Linked DNA regions of Sus scrofa: region 1 is linked to region 2. The links are chromatin contacts, called in public HiChIP or PLAC-seq maps. All regions are on one chromosome and are shown on one strand. The core of a region is the stretch at or near the end of the contact, and the rest is flanking DNA. Distances in the headings are between cores, read along the strand shown. Region 1 holds the start of CBX8 (chromobox 8). Region 2 holds the start of CCDC40 (coiled-coil domain-containing protein 40).

Region 1 (6,429 bases), core at 3,024-5,523, 180 kb after region 2:
CGACCTTTGAGCTCAAGGAAAAGGGTCGGGTTCCAAATTCGCCCGCATCCGTGGCCAAGACCAGGCAGGTCCGACACCCGCCAAGCCGCGGAGCTGAAACTACCCCAATGAACGAGCCGAGGCCCAGCCTCACCCTTGAGCTAGAGGACGCGCAGGGGCTTGCACGTCTGGCTGGCGACCCAGGAGCCTAGCGCCTCGCCCTAGCCACCCCTCCCCTTCCTTCCCTTTGGACAGCGCCAGCCTCAGACCCCAGGCAGCAGGAAGTCTAAAAGGGTCTCGGGGCGGCCGGGGGCAGCCCTAAGGTGAAGGAAACGGGCGCATGGAGCACAGGGTCCGGGCACCTTCCCAATACTGGGTGGGGGTCTGGAGCTGGCTTCTAGGCATCAGGAGTAGGTTGGAGGCCCCTTGTTGGGAATAGAAGTGGCAGGTGGGTGCCCAGTTCCCCAAGACGAGTGCAGAATCAGGCAGGAGACTCCGGGGTTTGGGAAGCAGGTGTCCCGAAGTGGGTGGGCGTCTAAATTTCCATAAACAAAGAAATAGGGCAGTTCATCCCGGGAACTAGGGGGTGGTGGGAAGACTGCTAAGAGAATCGCCGACAATTTCCTTCATAAAAATGCGATCTGAGAGCATTTGATTTCCACTTTCACTCTCCCCCCCCAACCCCGACACACGCACTGTCTCCAAAGACACTCAAATTGCAGCCATATGGGGCTAAAGTAATAGGAAGCAGTTACCTTATTTACTGCAGTGGCAGCGCACTCGAACCTGCCAGCCGCAGCCGACAACCGCCAGGCGGTGAATTAAGAGCAGAAGGTTCTTGTTCTTTGAAACTTTGTTTTGTTTACACCCAGGGGTATCCGTGGGAAAAGCAATTACCTAACTTTGAAGAGGAAAAGCGGTTGTATGGAGGAAAGAAGGGAGGTGGCAAGAACTTGAGCTGGGGAGGTTCAATCAGAAAGATGGGGAGCCGAGTTCCTCTTTTCCTTGGTTTCTAAGACAGTGCCACCGGCTGATCACTTTGAAAGAACAGGTCCGAACTCAGCAGGAATGATGTCTCTACCACTCCCCACGCTAGCGCCCTCTCCCAGCACCTATAGGCATCCTCTTGTGCCTACCACGGAGGCCCCAGCTCTGGGTTTGGTGGTGGGAAAACAAACCCATTTCTCAGACTGCCACCTCTCACTTAGCCTCCAAACTGTTGAGTTGAGATCACCCAATGACCGGTGTTCACACTCTCTGTGACCCTGCTCTTTGGAGAACTCCTGGCAGCGGGTGGCCAGGCAGGAATGAGACACACACCCCCACCCCCAACTCAGGGATTGCTTCCTCCACCCACAGGACTGAGTTTGTCTGCTGCGGGCAGAAGGGGGGAGCTTGGTCTGATTGTTTTCAGGTTATTCTATGCCTCTCATTTCCTTCTGGTTCAAGTTCCACCCTTGCTGTGGGCACTGCAGGAATCCCCGACGTTTGCAAACTCAGACACCTCGCAAGCGATAATTTTGTTCAGAACAAGTGTTTTCATCATCAGGCATAAAAACAGGCAGAAAAATGTGGCAGGGAAGCAAAAAAAATTTTTTTGCTAAATACCCCTCTGGAGGAGGGGACCATGCATGGCAGTGCCAGGGCTTTCATTTCCCACTTCAAGGCATTTAGGCAAAGAAGGAAAAAAGAAAGAGAGTGAAAGAAGGAAGGAGGGAGGGAGGAAGGAAGGAAGAGAGGGAGAAGAAAGGAAGGAAAAAAAGAAGGAAAGAAGAGAAACACCGGCAGGGAGGAGCCGAGCGAACTTTTTCAGCATGAAACTGAAACCATCGACCTCTGCACGCCTCGTGCAAACTCCGGGTCTGTAAAGGCACCCAATGCAAACACAACTCCCGGGAACAGGGCTCCAGAAATCCTATCTGAAGGGAAACCACCACCCTTTGCGGCCGCTGGCCAGCTTGCGAGGGGTAGGGGGTGCAAGGGGGTCGGTTAGGGGTGGGGAGGCTGGTCCATTCCTCTGGCCGTCTGGGGGCAGGCTCTGTTCCTCCAGCTCCACGGTGGCCCTGGGGCTGCCCAGAGAATTCGGGCGGCCAGTGCTTGGCTGGGACAACCGGGCAGCCGTTGCCCGCAGCGAGCGGCGGATTCCAAGAGGGTGAGGGCGGGGCGTGCAGAGCGACCCGGCCGGGGCAGAGGGTGGGCTTTCTCTGGGCGGGGAAACCAGACACTTATAGGCGGCTGAGGCCGACTTTATTTTTACTGCCCAAACTGTTGGAAAGTATTTAAGCTTAAACAGAAACAGCTGTATCGCTGGCACCGGCCAACGAAACTATTTGTTACCGGGAATGACTTTTTATGATTAAGGACGCGGCCGTCGGCGGCCTCTCGTAGGCAGCCCACGCGGGTCGCGGGGCCGATCTGGGCGTCGCCAACTTGCAGTTCGTTAAGACTGAAGGCCAGAGAGATGAGACTGGTCACCCACTACCCACTTTGTAAAGTTTGAGCAAGGCCCCAAACTGGAACCCTGCCTTTCCAGGGGCGGGGAGCGGGAGGGAGGGCCGGCTGAGAGCCGCGCCTGTCCCACGCGTCCAGGACCGCGCCGCGCCCGCCGCGCACCTAACGTTGGACAGGAGGCCAGTTTTCCGCTCTGGGCTCCCTGCCCTTTCGAGTCAGACTCCTTGGCTCGCCTTTTCTGTTCTCTCTCTCTTTCTTTTTTTCTCCCATCACATCCCTCTCCAAGGGAAACTGCTTCCAGCCAAGTTTATCACCGATATTTTAACTAAGTCGTGGGTTCTGAGGAGTGGGTGCTGTTACTTTCAGCTTTGGCGGTAAGAGAAAGGGTAGAGGATTGCTGGGCCCGGACTTGGGCGCTGTCCCCGTCGCCACCCCAGCCATGGGTCACCGCCAACTGAGCAGGAGCGTGTGTTTGCATGTGTGCACACGCGAGGCATCCGGAGCCGGGTCCTCATCCCCTTTCCTGGGCCCTACCATCTTTACTTCTCTTCCTCAACCCGTACTGGACACGGCATCGCTCCCCGGGTATTCTCCGGGAGTGTCTGCCACGCACGTCGGGAAGAGCCATGAACAGGAAGTGCGCGGTGCAGGCCCAGCCAGTTGCCTGGGTCTGGAGGAAGCGGGACGCTCCCCCAGCCGCGCCCCTCAACCCCAGCCAAGCTCCAGACCCTGCCTTGGTGGTGGTCCACGCCCTCCCCCAACACACCCAGGGCTCTCTTGGGCAGGAGGCGGCTGGGCTGGGGCTGGAGACACTTGGGGCCGGGGCCTGGCGGGGACGAGCTGCGCGTGCTGGCGGCAGGGGCAGGTGGCTGCAGGCGTCGCGGACTTGTCGGGGGATGGTGGTGGCAGGAAGAAGAAGCGCGCTGTCCCCCACGGAATCCCGGAGCGCGAAAGGCTCAGGCGGCGACAGCGGGCCCCCACTGGGTCTGCGTTCGGCTTCCGAGCTGGGGGCGAACGCCCAAGCCCTGCCCAGCTTGCAGGGCCCGGAGGGTGGCCGAGGGCAGGGTTGCGCGACAGGAGGAGACACAGGCACATTGATTTGTTAGCGGGATGGGGCTGGCGGCGGCAGGGGAGGCCGTTGCCATGGAGACCGAGGGTCGGGTGTGCAACTCCAGGGGAGGGGGCTAGGAGGGAGAGCTGGCGAGGAGCTCGTTGTTGGCTCTCGGGGTTCGGGCGCGGCCCGCGGCGCCCCAGCACCTGTGCATTGTGCATTGTGCAGCCCTGGCGGCCGCAGAGGGAGGAGGACCGCGCGAGTCCTAGAGGTGGGGGTGGGGCGGGCCGGGGTCGCCGAGGGGGTGGGGCTTGGCCGACACGGCCGCGGGGGTCCCAGCGAGAGCGTGGGGGACGCAGAGCACCGGAGAGACATCCTGGCGGCAGGGGAGGGGGCCACGGCGGGGACAGAGGGTGGACGGCCCCCCTGCCAGCCCAGCAGACTGACAGCGGCCGAGCCCGCCCTCCCCGCAACGTCACTTCCGGCGGCGGCCCCCACCTCCTCGCGCTCAGTCTCAGGAGTCGCCTTGGACTCCGCCCCCTGGCGATTGGAACGCGGGTCACGTAGCAACGCGGGGGAGAAAGCGAGAGAGGCGTGGCCCGGGGCTCGCCCAATCAGAGCGCGGGAGAGCTGGCCCTGGCCGCTCGGCTTTAGCAACGTCGTTAGCAACACGTGGGGCGGGAGGAAGCGCGGGGCCGGCGGGGAGGAGGGAGCGGAGCGCGGGAGGGGGCGGGGAGGGAGCGAGCGCGCGGGAGGGGGAGGAGAACTGACGTCAGCGGGAGAGTATTATGGTCTGTCGTGCGCTGGCTGCTGCTTTTCTGCTCCTGGAAGCGGCCAAGGGGGAAGCGGCGAGTCAACATGGAGCTTTCAGCGGTGGGGGAGCGGGTGTTCGCGGCCGAAGCCCTCCTGAAGAGGCGCATACGGAAAGTAGGTGCCCCAAGGCCTTGGGCCGAGCCCTCCCCTCCCGGTCCGGGTTCCCTCCTCCTGCTGCAGCCCAGCTTCCCTTCCCCCAGGTCCCAGCAGCGGCCGCGGCCGTGGCGGCGGCTCTGAGCTCAAGCGCTTTCCTTAGACTTGCAGCGATGCACAGATTGCATGGGTGGGGGGCGGGGTGGGGGGAATGAATACCGGTGCATGCACTTTGTGCAGCGTTTCGTGCAGGGGGTGATGCACCGAGCGCGTGCCTTTCGCGTTGGGATTTCGCGCATTCATTCGGTGCATGCATTTTTTGCATGTATTTCTATGTTCTCGTCATGCATTTTTCTCCGTGCACACACACATTTTCCTTTTTGCATCCGCAGGGACGCATGGAATACCTTGTGAAATGGAAGGGCTGGTCGCAGAAGTAAGTAGGTTCTGTGCAGTTCTGAACCCCAGACTGTTATTCGGAAGCTTTCTTTCTTCCTCTTTTCCCCTTTACATTGAAATACAATACAATGCAACAAGAAAAGTTAGACATGCATACACACCCTCCACTTGCTCTTTCCCTGCTCCTGGGACTGACGCCCACTTCTTCCTGATTCCCTTTAGGTACAGCACATGGGAACCTGAAGAAAACATCCTGGACGCTCGCCTGCTTGCCGCCTTTGAGGAAAGGTACAGGCCCTTCCCAGCTTCAGCTCTTCACTTAGGAACACGAAGGGTGGTTCCCATCTGGCCTGAACTGGAGGCCCAGTTGACTTCTTTACTCACACACCCCTTTCTCCCTCCTTTCTTTCTGCAGGGAACGAGAGATGGAGCTCTACGGCCCCAAAAAGCGAGGACCCAAACCCAAAACCTTCCTGCTCAAGGTAGGATGGCAGTGTCCAATGGGTGGGCAGCAATGTTGTTGTGTCAGTTTGTGGGAAGGGGGTCCTGGGAGCTTGTGAGCCAATGGGGTGTCCTATGTGTACCGTATTTGTAATCTAGGAGGAAGTCCCCAGACAAGCTGTCATCAGGTCAGTAGCACCCCTAAGGGGTGTCTTGGCAGGAGTTGCTTAGCCACACTAGAATTTCCTTATGGGACCCCCTCCCCCCAACCATTCTAAATAGGCTTATAGTCATATACAAGAAGGGTGCTTGGTGCACATGGCTGCTTCCAGAGAAATTCTCTACCCCTTTGTCCATAGTGCTATTCCTAAGCTTCACCCCCAGCCAGACAGAAATTTTAAGGCATCAGAGAGTGACGCAGGGAGGCTGAGACTGGAAGAGGGGTGGGGGAGGAGGGGGCAGTGGACATGACCAACCCTACGCTACTCTTGACACTGCCTTCTCTTATCACAGGCCCAGGCCAAGGCAAAGGCCAAAACTTATGAGTTCCGAAGTGACTCAGCCAGAGGCATTCGGATCCCCTACCCCGGCCGCTCGCCTCAGGAACTGGCCTCTACTTCCCGGGCCCGTGAGGGCCTTCGGAACATGGGTCTTTCCCCGCCAGGGAGCAGCAGCAGCACCAGCAGCACCTGTCGAGTGGAGCCCCCTCGGGACCGTGAGCGGGACCGTGAGCGTGAGAGGGAGAGAGAACGAGAGCGTGAGCGCGATCGTGATCGGGGCACCAGCCGTGCAGACGACAAACCCAGCTCACCAGGTGACAGCTCCAAGAAACGAGGTCCCAAGCCCCGGAAGGAACTCCTGGACCCTTCGCAGAGGCCCTTGGGAGAACCCAGTGATGGCCTCGGAGATTACCTCAAGGGCAGGAAGCTGGACGATGCTGCTTCCGGGGCAGGAAAGTTCCCAGCTGGCCACAGCGTGATCCAGCTGGCTCGAAGGCAGGACTCGGACCTGGCCCAGTGTGGTGTGGCCAGCCCCAGCCCAGCTGAGGCCACAGGCAAGCTTGCTGTGGACACCTTTCCAGCCAGGGTCATAAAGCACAGGGCCACCTTCCTGGAGGCCAAAGGCCAGGGCACCCTGGACCCTGGTGGCCCCCGGGTCCGGCATGGCTCAGGCACCACTGGCTCTGTAGGGGGCTTGTATCG
Region 2 (5,868 bases), core at 2,703-5,202:
AGTTGGTTATATAAATTCAAATTAATTAGAATCTTTAAAAAATTAAAAATTCAGTTCCTCTCTCTCCCTGGCCACATTTCAAGTGCTCCATGGCCATAAATGACACATGGCTACCACCTTAGACAGCCTTCCCAACATCAGGCAGAGTTTTACTGGACAGTACTCCTCTAGAGATTGGACAGCTGGATGTCCTTACGAGGACATGTTCCCAACTTGGCTTTGGGGACACCGAAGTGGGTTCCAGAAACTCTGGCACGTGATGGTGGATCCTGAGACCTGAGTCTGCTAAGGCGTTTCCAGCAGGGCTTGCAGTATGAATTGTTTACAGTGTGCTCTGAGTTCCTCACATAGGGTGGCGAGTCAAACGAGCAGTAAAGCAGAATGTAAAGCAAACCCCTGGCTACTTACTGACTCCTGGTCCATTTGCTCAGATGAGCCTGGCACTTGCTGGGAGAGCTCTGTGGAGATGACCCCCGCTCCTCTGGATGTGGATGAGCGTGGGGCCGCTCCGTCTTCGAGATGAGATTTCTTCCTTGCTCTTTCAGGCGGGTATGGGGGGCCGACTCCATCTCCGGGCACCTCCCCAGGACCGAAGCTTGAGAAGCCAGATCTGAAGAACTGACTTTCCCTCCAGGGGCCATGCCTTCCATATCAGATTCTAATTTCCCCTCAGATTCAAATTCCTCTTCCGAATCCATTACCCCTTGGATTTCAGCTTCATCGTCTTCACCCTCCCCCTGGGCTGTGACTTCCCCGTCATTTTCAATTTCCCTTCTGGAATGCTCTGTAGGACCCTCAGCTTCTTCATTTCTCTGGTCGCTGCTTTCCTCTACTGCTGATACCTGCAGGCATGTAGCAGGAGAAAAGGCAGGAAAGAAAAGTACAAAGGCTTTTGTGAGGTTTTATTCTTAGCAGGGTAATTATACTAAAGGGAAAACTGCATCTACATTTTCTGAGCATCGCTGAAAGATGCTTCATGCTTTAATTTGTCTGTTGTCTGTTTTTTGTCATCATTTTGCATCCTTCCTTGCAGGAAATGAGCTCTGGAAAACGGGGCGCTCTAAAAGTATGATAGCCCTGGCATTCCCGGGAGCCACCAACACTACAGAGTGAGTTGGAAGGAAACTGAGTTTCTCTGCAACTGAACTGAGTCTGTTCTAGAGCAAGGCCATAGGATCTTTGTACACTTTTCTTGAGCAAGTCCGAACTCTCTTTAATTCCTGTACATACAGCCCAGAATAACTCATCCCAGAAGGCACTTTACCCCGTCCCTTGCATTATTCTGGTCCTCTTCTTCAGAAGATGATTCACCTTCCAGATGAGACCTGGTGGCAGATAAACAATTGAACAGTTTCAAATAACATCTTTCTTTTTCTCAGCATTTATCACCTCCTTGATGTCTGCATATCTATTTACTTGTTAATTATCTGCCTTCACTCTAGGCTGTCAGCCGTGACTTTGTCATGTTTGTCACTAAAACTAGCACCAGATCATGCCTGTCGTGTGGTAGGAGTGGCACAAAAGTGCTGCTCCAGGGATGAATGAAAAATACAACTAGTCAAACATTAAAGGAACAGCACGAAGAGATTACTCCAGAAAAGTCACCTTAAATACGCTTGTGTCTGGGACGAAAGGGGAGAAAATAAACACAAAATAAGAGAAAACTGCACAAAAAGGACATACTCTAGAAACTCTTGGTTAGTGTCCCCATGATTTAGATATGTACAAGAATGTCACTTTTTTTTTTTTTTTTTTTTTTTTTTTGTCTTTTCTAGGGCTGCACCCTTGGCATATGGAGGTTCCCAGGCTAGGGGTCGAATTGGAGCTGTAGCCGCCGGCCTACACCAGAGTCACAGCAATGAGGGATCCGAGCCGCATCTGCGACCTACACCACAGCTCAAGGAAACGTCGGATCCTTAAGCCACTGAGCGAGGCCAGGCATTGAACCCGCAACGTCATGGTTCCTAGTCGGACTCATTAACAACTGAGCCACAACGGGAACTCCAAGAATGTCACGTTCTTAAAATTGTTTTGTTTTTTCTAATTAGAAAAAAAACCTGTATTTTTATTTATTTATTACTTATTGTCTTTTTGCTATTTCTTTGGGCCGCTCCCGCGGCATATGGAGGTTCCCAGGCTAGGGGTCGAATCGGAGCTGTAGCCGCCGAGCCGCCGGCCTACGCCAGAGCCACAGCAACGCGGGATCCGAGCCGGGTCTGCAACCTACACCACAGCTCACGGCAACGCCGGATCGTTAACCCACTGAGCAAGGGCAGGGACCGAACCCGCAACCTCATGGTTCCTAGTCAGATTCGTTAACCACTGCGCCAGGACGGGAACTCCAAAAAACTGTATTTTTAAAAAGTCAAGTTAATACAGAAATGTGACATGGACAAAGAAAACCCCCTGTGACTTCTCTCCTTCTCAGTAGTAATAGTAAGAGATTGAAGAGACTATTCTTTCAAATATTTTTCTATGCATTTAATCCCACCCACTCACCCAAATTAGAAATCACACTATATACACTGTTTTGCATTTAGTCTAATCTGGACTTTTTTCCATGTCAGTACATGCAGACCTAGCTTTAAAAAAATGAAACAGTACAGAAGTGTTCAATGTAAAAGGTCAAGTTCTTTAAAATAGTTTCTATGCTTTTAACAAAGCTTAAAAGAGCGAAGGCCTGATGGCAGTATCTTTACCAGACTACGGTCTGTCCTCAAGGCATTCATGGGGGGCTGCCTGACCATAGGGACCCTGGCTCAACCCCTGCCACCCCCAGACTTAGTGAGGGGGAGGGAGGCTGGGGCTGGGCTGGGGTCCCTCTCTCTCCCTCCGCCTCTCTTTCTCTCTGGCAGCTCCCCGCAGGGGCAGCATCCAGTACAGAGACCCCTGCTCTCAGGGCTCTGCATCAGGGACAGCCAAGCATAGTGGTTGCCATGGTTACCGCGGGCCGAGCAAGTTCCCGGTTTCAGAAAAGGGAGGGTACGGGAGAGGACAAAGGGACGGGAGGTGAGAAGGAAGAAGGGCGCACAGGGATATGGAGGTGGCCAGGGAGGACGGGAAAACCCCCGAGTGTGGGGATGGCAGGGGCAGAAGAGGAGGGAAAGGGGCATGAAAAGGAAGGGGCGCCTAGGGGGCTGTGGGAAGGCGGAGGCGTGGGAGCCGCTCCGAGACTTGAGGTTTCTCAGCCTACCTACCCGCCGGCCGAGTCGCCCTGCTCCGCCATTTCCCGTTGCTAGGCGACGCCATCAACATCCGGCGGGCGAGGACCACGCGCCGGGCGTGTTAGGCGGGCGGCCTTTGTGCCATTTACGTGCATTAGAAACACAGAACATCTAAATACGTAACTATATTAAAGCATAAACATGCATTTTCTCCATCTCTAAGTCCGAACTCTATTCCATCTGGCTCAATTTCTGTAAAGCGACAACCGTGTCAAGGTTCGTCCACCTTGCCTCTGCGCCCCAGGGGACCTGGGACGGCTAAGTGCCCTGAGCGTGACAGGAGGAGGTGAAAGCGCGAGGGTCTCCGGAGCCAGCTGCATCTTTGGGGACCGAGAACCCTGCTTAGTGCCCGCCCGTCCATCTCCAGACCTGGGGGGGCTCAACACCCCCTTCCTGGGGGTCCTGCAAAGAATGCTTGGCGAAAGAGGGATGCCCTGTGGCCTCCTGATTGGGGTTGTTCTCTTCCTACCTTAAAACGGGAAGAACAAACGCAGGGGCTGGGACCGAGAAGGCGAGCGCGCACGTGGAGCGTCCCAGGGGTCCTGCCTTCACGTTCGCGGCAGAGACCAGGGACCGGAGGCCGTGGCTGGAGGCTCGGCTCGTAAAGGAATAGGGTGGCCGGGCCGGCGCCTGGTGTGGGAAGACGGAAGGTGGCTAGGGCAGTGCCGCGGCCAGGGTGGGCCGGGGGACTCGCCTCGGGCCGGGTTGGGAGTTGGGTGGGAGAGCGGGGGGGGGCGGCCTAGCTGGACTGGGGGCCGGGTTTGGGCAGTGCTGGGCTAGGGGGCGGGCCGGGGGCCGGGCCTCGCCGGGTGTCCCCGCCCAACCGCGCCTCACTGGCGGCGGCGGCAGTGGCGGCGGCGGCGGCTCCGGGAGCCGGCGCGAATCCGGCCCCCGCTGCGGGACCCGGGTGGGTATCGGGGGCCGGCCAGGGGCCGCGGGGGCGGGGTCCGAGGGGCCCGCAGGGGATCAGGCGGCGCCCCTGGGCTGGACCGGGTGGGGGCGCGCGGGGCGCGTGGGCCTGCTGCCGCGGGGCCCGGGAGGGGCCAAGGTCCGGCCGCAGCCCGGAGAGGTGGGCTGGAGTAGGAGCAGGGCGGGCGAGAGCACCTCAGATCACTCGGGGATCTCCCTGGGGTTCCCCACCACGGCGGGTGCAGGCGCCCCGGGCCGGGAGTGGGCCTAATTCTGGGAGACTCCGTCTCCGCCTGTCTGGAGCCTTGGACCCGAGAACTTGCGGTCTTTGTCTGGCTGGATCGTTAGAGCACGCGAATGAGAACTTGTAGGGGGCCGCCGTTTGCTAACACAGGCCCCCCAAAGTGTGCATTCCACCCCCCCAGCGCGCGCGCGCTCTTGGCATTCCCGGCCTCGGGTTGGCAGCCTGGCTGTTTTAAGAGTCTCATGTCAGGAAACTCACTTCCTTTAGGCCCAGGCTCTTCCTCCTGCTTTCGTAAAAAAAGAAAAAAGAAAAGAAAAAGAAAAAAAAAAGGCAATTTAAGATTGCTAAATATAACCTAGTAACGCTGCCAGAAGCCAGTGAATCTTGAAATCCTGTTATTCCCACACTCGGAAGTTGGTGTCATATGTTGGCCACAATCTAGTTCAGATTCTATTCAGAAATAGAAAACGACATAATACATTCTCTTTCCTTACTGTGAGGTTTGTTTTACTGCCACCTTAAGTTCATAGGAGAAGTTGGGCTGGTCTGCCAGCCCCTGTGACTGGTCCCACTGACCTTTTTTTTTTTACCACCTGAAGGCACCAATTTCTGCATCCAGAAAGAAGAGGGAAATGGTTCTCAAAACAGTCATGTGATGGAGCATTTGTCAGAGGGCAGGTGCAAAGGCCCAGGTTGGAGAATTCCATTCCAAGTCTGTCACAGATTGATTAGAGAACTCAAAAAAAAAAAAAAAAAAAAAAATCTGTGTACTGGTTTTAGAAATTCCTCATTAGAAACATTAATGTTTAAATGCTTAGAGAACATGTGTAGGTTGCAGATGCAGCTCAGATCCTGCATTGCTGTGGCTGTGGTGTAGGCCGGCAGCTGTAGCTCTGATTCAACCCCTAGTCTGGGAACCTCCATGTGCCAAAAGCCAGTGCAGCCCTAAAAAGCAAAAAAAAAAAAAAAAAAAAAAGATTAGAGAACATTAAACACTTTTAAGAACCAGGAAAACATTTGCAAAAAAGAATTATTAAGGTGAGGAATGCCTTTTCGTATTAACTGTGAAGCTCATTGATGGCCATCCATAGTACTGGAAGGCACCTTCTCTGCTAGTGAGCTTAGCCGGTAGAGTGTTTATGGTGAGCAGTCTCAGAATATCAGTGGAATTTTTTAATCCTCAGCCATGATGGTTGTCATGTAAATAGCTTTTGATTATCATGCATGAATTCACTTAGCCCACTAAACAAACTCATACAGTTAGGACTGAGGGATCCCCATTTTGTAGATGGAAGCACTGACACTTAGAGAAGTAAATTCCCCAAGTTCATGCAGCTGGGAGTGACAGAACTAGAAGCCCTGAGCCCTGGATGCTCCAGCTCCAGAAAACCACTGGACCACACTGCCGACCCTCTTGTAATGGGACCCTGTCATTCGTATGCACACACTCTTCCTGCCCCCCTTTTTGCAGACAAAATAACATGGTTCACT

What was found. HiChIP or PLAC-seq counts read pairs in DNA pulled down with a chosen protein or histone mark.
Region 1: an H3K27ac HiChIP or PLAC-seq map of skeletal muscle shows a contact between it and region 2. The contact joins the promoter of CBX8 here to the promoter of CCDC40 in region 2. A contact is called at or near these places in 1 of 5 promoter capture datasets (liver) and 2 of 2 datasets of contacts at active chromatin or transcription factors (alveolar macrophages and skeletal muscle).

Annotation. Positions count from the first base shown.
Region 1 is chr12:2,558,146-2,564,574 of Sscrofa11.1, forward strand. CBX8 (chromobox 8) reads left to right here and starts at 4,274. Exons shown (of 5, transcript NM_001244499.1): 1 at 4,274-4,408; 2 at 4,780-4,823; 3 at 5,009-5,074; 4 at 5,202-5,268; 5 at 5,741-6,429. The coding sequence starts at 4,340.
Region 2 is chr12:2,380,114-2,385,981 of Sscrofa11.1, forward strand. It overlaps CCDC40 (coiled-coil domain-containing protein 40), which reads right to left and starts at 3,953. Exons shown (of 20, transcript XM_021066502.1): 1 at 3,694-3,953; 2 at 1,265-1,325; 3 at 409-842. The coding sequence starts at 423. It overlaps TBC1D16 (TBC1 domain family member 16), which reads left to right and starts at 4,048. Exons shown (of 13, transcript XM_003131144.4): 1 at 4,048-4,131.